Regions from separate parts of the Mus musculus genome. Here regions 1 and 3 are each linked to region 2. The links are chromatin contacts, called in public HiChIP or PLAC-seq maps. All regions are on one chromosome and are shown on one strand. Each heading gives the region's core, a stretch centred on a gene start, on an enhancer-like site or on the middle of the called end of the contact. The rest is flanking DNA. Distances are from core to core; before and after follow the strand shown. Region 1 overlaps Dlgap1 (DLG associated protein 1). Region 2 holds the start of Myl12a (myosin, light chain 12A, regulatory, non-sarcomeric). Region 3 has its middle 18 kb from the start of Lpin2.

Region 1 (2,700 bases), core at 75-2,574, 220 kb before region 2:
AGATGGCTCAGCGGTTAAGAGCACTGACTGCTCTTCTGAAGGTCCTGAGTTCAAATCCCAGCAACCACATGGTGGCTCACAACCCCATAATGAGATCTGATGCCCTCTTCTGGTGTGTCTGAAGACAGCTACAGTGTACTTATATATAACAATAAATAAATCTTTAAAAAAAAAAAGGTTTAAGAACTACATGGTAAAAAAACACAAAAAACAAAAAACTACATGGTTAGATTTTAGTCATAGCAGTAACCCCACGTCTGAAACCAATTTTCTTTCTTTTTTTTTAAAGATTTGTTTATTATATGTAAGTACACTGTAGCTGTCTTTAGACACACCAGAAGAGGAAGTCATATCTTGTTATGGATGGTTGTGAGCCATCATGTGGTTGCTGGGATTTGAACTCAGGACCTTCGGAAGAGCAGTCAGTGCTCTTAACCACTGAGCCATCTCTCTAGCCCCCCCCTTTTTTAAAGATTTGTTTATTTATTATATGTAAGTACATGAAACCAATTTTCTGTATGACTTAAGTCTGCCTGCTTATTTATGTTGCTTTGATCAAAATATCTCAGAGATTGGCTTCAAGTAGCAAAGATTTGTTTTATGGTTTCAGGAGAATCAGTTCATGGCTGCTTGGTCCCATGTGCTTGGGCAGAGCATCACTGGACTGGAAACACGTGATACAGTTCTTCACCTGAGGCCGACAAGAATCAGAGGAATAAGGAATAGCAATTACCTTCAGTAGCCCCAGTGACCAAGCTCCCCAGCCACGGCCCTGCTTCCCAGAGTTTTTCTCACTGCACAAGTACTTCCTCCAGTACTTGTGCTAGTCAGACCATGAGCCTTGTTTCACAGTGAATGCTGTGTGAATTCAGACCTGTGAGCACTCAACGGAAAAGAAAGTCAGAATCTTTTCCTATATGTTTGTGGAAAGAGAATTGACACAGAGACACTTTGACTTACAAAACAAACAAACAAACAAAAAACTCCCCTGCTCTGTTTCACTTGCCACTTAGAGAGCCCCTGCCCCTTCTCCTACTGCAGCCCTCCCATTGTGCTTGGTACTTAGACCGTAAGAGTTTGCTGACTATAAACAAACATACAAAAAGATATCTTGGCATTAAAAACTTACAGGAATCAGTTGGTTCTCTGCACTGTATGGTTCCCAGGGATCCAACTTAGGTCATCAAGTGAGCCACCTCACCAGCCCCAAGTCCCTATTTTTCAGAATAAAAGAAAGAGCTCACAGCAGGCTCATGACTGGGCCGAACAAGCTCTAGAGAAGCCACACCACCGTTCTCTTTGACCACAATGACAGCCACTATAAGAGATTCCTCCTTTGATCACAAGTGACTTCATATTTACACAGGTGTAAATATTTGAGCGCTTAGTGATCTCAGCTAAACGAGATACTAAAACAAAAAGTAAAAAGCAAGAGAGGGGCCTGAGAAACAGAGGCCCGAGAAACAGCCACTTTAAGTCTAAGGCTACAATCCCTGCTTTGCCCTCCTAGAAATTCTGGGTTCAACACACTCCATACCATCTCCTTAAACAACCAAACAACCAGCACCCACCCTTCTCGGTTCTCTTTCCTTTGCTTAACAATGATGTAACCTAATCAGATCGTTCCTAGCACCTGAGTTTTAAAGGCGCGCCCTTCACAGGTTTCAAATTTCAAAAGCCTGAAGTCCAGCCTAAATCCAAGCTGACCTCAAATGTATGGCCCTTAATTCTACAGAGAGCCCCCCCCGCCCCCCGCCCACCCCTTCCTTTTCCTTTTCCCCTCCTCTCTGCCTCTCTTCCTTTCTTCTCTCCCTTCTATTTTCTCTCTTTCCATTTCTTCCTCTTTGCATGTATATTTTGTTTTTTAAAGATCATTTAGTTCTCAGAAAGCAAAGAGACTATGACTTTCACTTAAGCAAAGCTGTGCTAAAATATGTCAGTGAGACTGAAGTACTAGCTCAGCAGTTAAGACCATGAGCTCCTGTAGAGGGCCTAGGTTGGTCTCTTGCACCCACTCTTCACTTGGAAGCTCTGACTGGAAAGAGTACATTTTTCAGGGAGGCTTGACCTCAGTCTCCTGCCCCTTTCTTTTGTACTTTACTTTGTATAATGAGTTATGTTGGGTCTTTATCAGAAATGCTGCCAGCTCACAAATCACCAAGACTGCTGTGGCAGAGGGGAATACATTTTCAGATCCCACAAGAACCTTGACAGGAGCTTGGTGCAAAAGCCCCTAAGAAGAAAGAACGGCCTAAGAGTCACATTCTCAACTTAGTCGCCAGACTTAGTTCTGAAAGACAAGTGCTATGGAAGCAAAGGACTAAAGAGGATGACCAGAAACTGGGGGGGGGGGGGGGGGCGGGCGGACGACCTCTGCCCTGGTATGACTGAATTTGCCTCCCTAAAATGTCCACTTGGCTTGAACGTCACTGGACCGCCAGGCAGGTCCAGACAGCAAACAAATGTCAGCATAGAAAGGTAGCGCTGTAGGTGAGCACTTACCTAGTTCCTGCTTAGGCCTGGATTCAAACTCTCCAGCCTTCACACACACACCACACCACACCACACCACACCACACTGAAGATGGCGATGCTTAGCTGTTGCTCCTTTGTGTCGCCCCCCACCCCCTTTCTGCGCAAGAACCTGTAAGAGCATTTGAAAACTGTTACACATAGAAACATTGTGGCAACACTGTAGAAA
Region 2 (2,700 bases), core at 1-2,500:
TCTTCCCACAGCCACACCCAAAAAAAGTTTTGAGCACCTTTTAAAAGTCATTAGTCGCCAGGATCGACTTGTCAACTACACCTCACTTTTGAAGACAAAATACCTTTCTAATTAATCCTCATCAAAGGCCATCCAGAAAAAAAAGAAAATATCAGCAATTTTAGTGAAGATTCGCTTTCGTCACCTTTTGATACAACGTCTGCACTTCAGATGTTAAAATCTTAAAAGATCTCTAAAGATCTATAATATAGTTTATACGCCTACTGAAAGACTCTTAATAACACTCCTCTGTAGAGTCGACTTAGCCCCCTCGACAGGCAAAAGAAGCTCTAAATCTCCTCTCTGTTCAAATACCGCTTTAAAAAAGTTTTACTTAGAGGGGCGCACACTAGAGTTGTATATCTGAACAGGGTCTTGCTACTACACATAGCCGCGCAGCTGCGACGACAGTTGCCGAGGGTGGCGGTGCTATCTTACGGTTTTATCCGCACACTCCCTCCTCGATCCCGGCAAGTTTACGTTAGCAACTCAACAGAGCTCCGGAGTCAGCTCTCTGGGGCTCTCTGGTTTCGCGGGGAGGCAAGGATCCAAGGCGCGCGGCGCCGGCGAGCTAAGCAACATTTCCCAAGTTCCTAGTGTGGGAAGCAGAGCGGGGTCTGCGCCCCGGCCGCCCCCAGCTCGCTCCAGCTCTCCCCCGGCTCGCGCACACATGCCCAGGTACGCTCCCCGAGCCGCGGCTCCCGCCGGTCCCCGCCGCCCCGCGGGGACACCTTCCCGGGCCGGACCGAGCCGCCCCCGCCCCGCGCCGCGGCCAGCACCACTCACCCTGCTCAGCCGCGAGAACCGAGAGTGAGCGTCTCCGCGAAGCTCCGCCGCTGCCGCCCTCCCAGACTTTCTAACTTTCCAGACTCCGCAGTACGGCCACTTCCGGCCTCCGCTCGCGAACCGGAAGGAAGCCTAGCGGCCATGCTCCTTCGCCTCGGTGCGCCAGCCCGGACGGGAGGGGGCGCCTCGGGGAAGGTGACAGAGCGGATGGCAGGCGTGGGGCGCCGACGGGGAGTCCGGGACGCGGAGTAGGGCTTAAAGAATCCTGTGGAGGGTCTCTCGGTCTAATCACCGGCTCTTCCTCTTTCTCCCGTCTCTTTTAGAATTGTGATTCTGCGCCCTCCCCCCTGTCAGCAGATGGTTGCGCCTGGCCCGGAGCTCTCCCTCTGCCCGCATTCCAGAGCGCGGCGAGAGGCGGGGACCCCCGTCTAAGTCCTTTTAGGGCAATTGAGGAGCCGGGCCGCGGACGTCACGTGACTGGCCCTGGCCCCGCCCCCCAGAGCCCGGGGCCTCCCCTCGCCCCGCAGCTGGAGCGCGCCTGCGCAGGAAGCTAGGGTGACTCACTGTCTAGGTCAGCGCCTCTGGGTCTGGGCAGCGTGGGAGTTTTTTATGGAGTTCTTCACGCTTCCCACGCGGGAGGAAACACTGAAGTTTCAGGGCCGCCGCCGCGCTGTCTCTTTGGTCCACTTAAGAGTTCATGAATTCAATATCGATTGCCCTCTTCCCAAACGTTCTCTGGAACTTTCTACAAGAGTCCCCCTTTACCCTGATGGTGACTCCTGCTTGCTCCACCTATGTCGCTCGAGGGTGAATGATGTAATTGGAATAAAGTGCTGGACCAATTTACCCGCCGGGTCTCCTTGCGTGGAGCAGCTGCTAACAATAGTTCTTATTTAAAGGAAGAGAGATTATTACGAGCCTGGCGGGATTCGTATCCCCAAGACTGGATGTTTTCTTCAAGAAACATTCCTCCCATTAATCAGTGATATGGTTTGAAGTTAACTCAAAAGCAGAGCCGCTGAGGGGGAAAATGTCCTAATCCTACAGATGTCAGAAACAAAATTTTTCTCCCTTTGATACTTGTACAAATACAAATAACTGGGTACTTCATCTCCAGCTCCCTACACCAAGGTCTTTAAGAGTGTGTTCTTCATCTTCAGGGACTTTAAGGGGCCCAACATGACTTTTAAGGAAGACTGGGGACACAGCTGGTGGCTGGCTATGACAGTACAAACTCAGAGGTCTGAGCAGTCAGAGACCGTGGATTCTGAGGCAGTGCAGCAATGCCCTAATGCCTCTACGAGGAGGTGGCCTGTCACCCTGGAAAGCTTAGGCCTTCCTCAGCTCCCTGTCCAGAAGGAGAACACCAAAACCCCTTTTCAGGATGGGCATTATCCGTCCCACCTCAGCTGGAAAACGGGACCTTGTTGCTTCTCTAGGAGCTGCCTGATATGTCCTTGCCAAATGAATCAATAGGTTTAGACTGGTAAGTGCTGTGGGAGGAGGGGGAAGGCTCTGGCTTGCCTGTTTTAAAATGAACAGTTGCTACCTCGGGACTGGGTTGTGGGATGGAAGAGAAAGGGCGGAGATCTACAAGGAAACAAATATGAATAAGTTACAGAAGAGCAAATAAACCTACCTGGGGACTAGTGGAAGATGTCCCAGAGGGCAATTGTGCCGATTCTAGGAGTTGATAGAGGAAAGAGGAGAGAGAAGTGTGTCAGGTCCTCTGGAGGGGCAAAGAACCCAGCTCATATGAAATTGGTTTCTGTTCACCCTGTATTCATTGCCATAGATAACCATGGACATATCAAATCAAGGTGGAAAAGGAAGTCTGCATAGTGTAATGTCTGATATGAAGTTCTAATGACTACA
Region 3 (2,700 bases), core at 142-2,641, 160 kb after region 2:
GCTATAACCTCCTGGTTCAATGGGAACACACAGGACAAATGGATGGAATTCAGCCAGGCGAGCACAAAATCAGTGAAAGGTTGATAGGAAGACATGAAATTCAAGAGCAAGTAGCAAGAGAGGCTATATGCAAATATATTTTATATAACTATATATAAAGTATGTTATATATTTTATATAACTATAGATAAAGTATATGTTATATATTTCATATAAATGAGAAAAAATATATAAACAAGAAAACATGTGTTATAAATTTTGTATTATATAGTATGTATAATAACATGTATTTTATATAACACACATATATGGTATGTATAACATATAGAATATACTTAGTGGCAGGTGTCAGATGGTAAAGGTCAGGAGCAAGAAGAAAATAAATTGATTATTTAGAATGCTTTCCCTATGAGGTGATCAGTATAAGTTGACCTGATCAGAGCTTTTCTGATTTAACCATGGCAGAAACAGATATTCAAGTGTAATCTAACTAGGGTCTAACCTTTGGGAGAAAAAAAAAAAAATCTATGCTTTCTTTTCTCTTTCTCTCCTTTTTTTTTTTTTTTTTTTTTTTTTTTTTTGGTCTTATTTTGATTTAGGTTTGGAAGAAAGAGGGTTTTTTTGTTTTTGTTTTTTTTTTTGTTTTTTTTTTTTTTGGTTTTTTTTTTTGATGTGTCAATTGCTCTTTCTTGTTTATTGATTTATTTGATTTTTAGACAAGGTCTGGGTTGGCCTAGAACTTGTACTGCCTCTTGCTTCGGCTTCCCAGGTGCTTCTGTTGCAGGTATGAGCCGCCATGCCCAGCTAGTTTGCTTCTTACAGAAGTACATTGTGAGATGGTAAGTGCAGAGTTTGGATCCCCAGAGCCCACATAGTGCCAGGCAGATGTGGTGGCCTACCTGTAACCACAGAGACCAGGATCCTGGCTAGCCAGACTAGTTGAAGGGGTGAATTCTGGGTTCGAGTGAGAGGCCCTGCCTCTATATATGAGATACAAATCAGTCCCATGCACAGGGATTCATGTACACATGTACATACACATATGTGTACCATGCATACATACACATATGTGTACCACAGCATACACATGCCAGAAACAAGAAAAATGGATTTATTTTGCAAGTTATTCGCACTTGTATGCTACTAGTAAATAGCATTTTTAAGAAAGTTTTTTTTCTTCTTCTTCACCTTCTAACATCTGCTCAGAGTTTCAGTCCTGCAGTAGTGCCTGCCTTTTGGTGAGGGCCCAATTTCCTTGTGTTCAGGGAAGACCACACGCTATGAGTTTCATAGGGGAAGCTGATAGGGCCTCATGCTACACTTCTGTCTCGTGTCATATTTAGCGCTCTGCTAGGTCGTATCTGTGAGTAAGCCAGATTTGTCAACAGGAAGAAGGAAGATTTCACAACTTGGGAAGACAACATAGTGAGTCAGGCCTTTCTGTTCCATCCCCAGCTGACTGTGCGTGGTTAGCTGGGTAATTTGAACGAGTCATACCACATGCTCTGTTGCTGTTGTCTGCTACATCAGCATGTATCAAAAGGAAACAAACTTGGTGACTTAACTGGATCCCTATAGAGATTAATGAGTGAGTGAAAAATAACAGGAAATAAACTTTATTTACATTACAAACTAAAATGTTAAAAAAAATGTTTACCTTACAAATAAGTATTTTTAGATTGGGTTAGTTCCATTCCTAGAAATGTCTATACTATGTTATTACAACTATCAATTAATTTTATTCTTAGCATAATAATCATAAATTTTAATTATAAAGTAAAATGAAATTTTTGCCATGTACCCAAATTTCAAAATTTCAGGGTTTTTTTTTTTTTTAATGTTTAGGTAAACATCCTCAAACATCTTTTATTTAATTGGAATTTATGGAATAATTGCCACTATTTTAATTTAATCAGACCCCATAGTTCCAGGCTTGGGAGTGAAGAACACATATTTCTTTTGCAGAAGTCCTGAACTCAGCAGGACCCACAGCAGATGGCTCACATACTCCTGTAGCTGAGCTCCTTGGAACTCAATGCTTCTGGCTTCCCTAGCGCTGTCCTCATGTGCACACACCCACGCAGAGATACAATTTAAAATAATGAATATAAACCTTTTTCTAAAACTGCATAGTTCCTATTCTATTACTCTGTGTTAGGCACCCTGTTTTCCTTTTAGGAGCTTCTTCTACTAATTTCATTTCCATATTGTACACATGTATTATTTGATTTTATTAATTTATTGTATGCGTATTGCTGTTCTTTCTGCATGGATGTTCTAGGGACCGCATGCACGTGTGGTTCCCTATGAGGCTATCCCTGGAAGTAGAGTTACTGATAATTGGGCTAGCGCGTAGGTGCTGAGAACAGAGCCCTGCAGTACTGGGAGAGCTGCTAGCCATCTCTCCATCTCCTCTGTCTCTCTCTTCACCTTTGCTTGGTCTGTCTCTTCTAGTTTTTTTAGGCTCCACCTATATTTATATACATGAGAGAGTAGGAGGATTTTTATCTTTCAAGTTTTATAATTTCCTTTTTCTTTACAAATTAGTAAAATTCTGTTCTGCACATGTATCACATTTTCATTATCCATTCACCTGTTGATGAGCATCCAAGCTGAGTCCACTCCCTGGCCATTCTGAGTAGAACAGCAATGAATATGTACAACAAATCTCTGTGCTAGAATATGGAACCACTGGGTATA

What was found. HiChIP or PLAC-seq counts read pairs in DNA pulled down with a chosen protein or histone mark.
Region 1: a contact with region 2 is called in an H3K4me3 HiChIP or PLAC-seq map of embryonic stem cells, with 2.7 times the contacts expected there. The contact joins the enhancer-like site here to the promoter of Myl12a in region 2. A contact is called at or near these places in 6 of 39 promoter capture datasets (the C10 cell line, cranial neural crest, embryonic stem cells and 2 more), 21 of 115 datasets of contacts at active chromatin or transcription factors (the SCID.adh cell line, bone marrow-derived macrophages, craniofacial prominence and 10 more) and 2 of 9 other capture datasets (adipose tissue and liver).
Region 3: an H3K4me3 HiChIP or PLAC-seq map of bone marrow-derived macrophages shows a contact between it and region 2, with 4 times the contacts expected there. The contact joins the enhancer-like site here to the promoter of Myl12a in region 2. A contact is called at or near these places in 13 of 39 promoter capture datasets (3T3-L1-derived adipocytes, the C10 cell line, the HPC-7 cell line and 10 more), 1 of 484 Hi-C or Micro-C datasets (bone marrow-derived macrophages), 9 of 115 datasets of contacts at active chromatin or transcription factors (the SCID.adh cell line, bone marrow-derived macrophages, embryonic stem cells and 6 more) and 3 of 9 other capture datasets (adipose tissue, liver and pancreatic islet).

The regions. Positions count from the first base shown.
Region 1 is chr17:70,778,362-70,781,061 of GRCm38.p6, forward strand. All of the region lies in intron 8 of Dlgap1 (DLG associated protein 1), which reads left to right. The region is part of intron 3 of Gm41609 (predicted gene, 41609); the gene reads right to left. Among named protein-coding and RNA genes, the nearest start is that of Gm41609, 26 kb to the right of the region's middle. Within about 2 kb of position 1,325, at least 46 of the 459 cell types and tissues checked have an H3K27ac peak or open chromatin away from gene starts, as enhancers often do. A contact at or near this core is called in the SCID.adh cell line, embryonic stem cells, epiblast stem cells and 1 more, where this site is marked.
Region 2 is chr17:71,001,283-71,003,982 of GRCm38.p6, forward strand. It overlaps Myl12a (myosin, light chain 12A, regulatory, non-sarcomeric), which reads right to left and starts at 1,251. Exons shown (of 4, transcript NM_026064.2): 1 at 826-1,251. It also overlaps a transcript of Myom1 not described here.
Region 3 is chr17:71,163,775-71,166,474 of GRCm38.p6, forward strand. No RefSeq gene overlaps it. Among named protein-coding and RNA genes, the nearest start is that of Lpin2, 18 kb to the right of the region's middle. Within about 2 kb of position 1,392, at least 94 of the 459 cell types and tissues checked have an H3K27ac peak or open chromatin away from gene starts, as enhancers often do. A contact at or near this core is called in the HPC-7 cell line, adipose tissue, bone marrow-derived macrophages and 3 more, where this site is marked.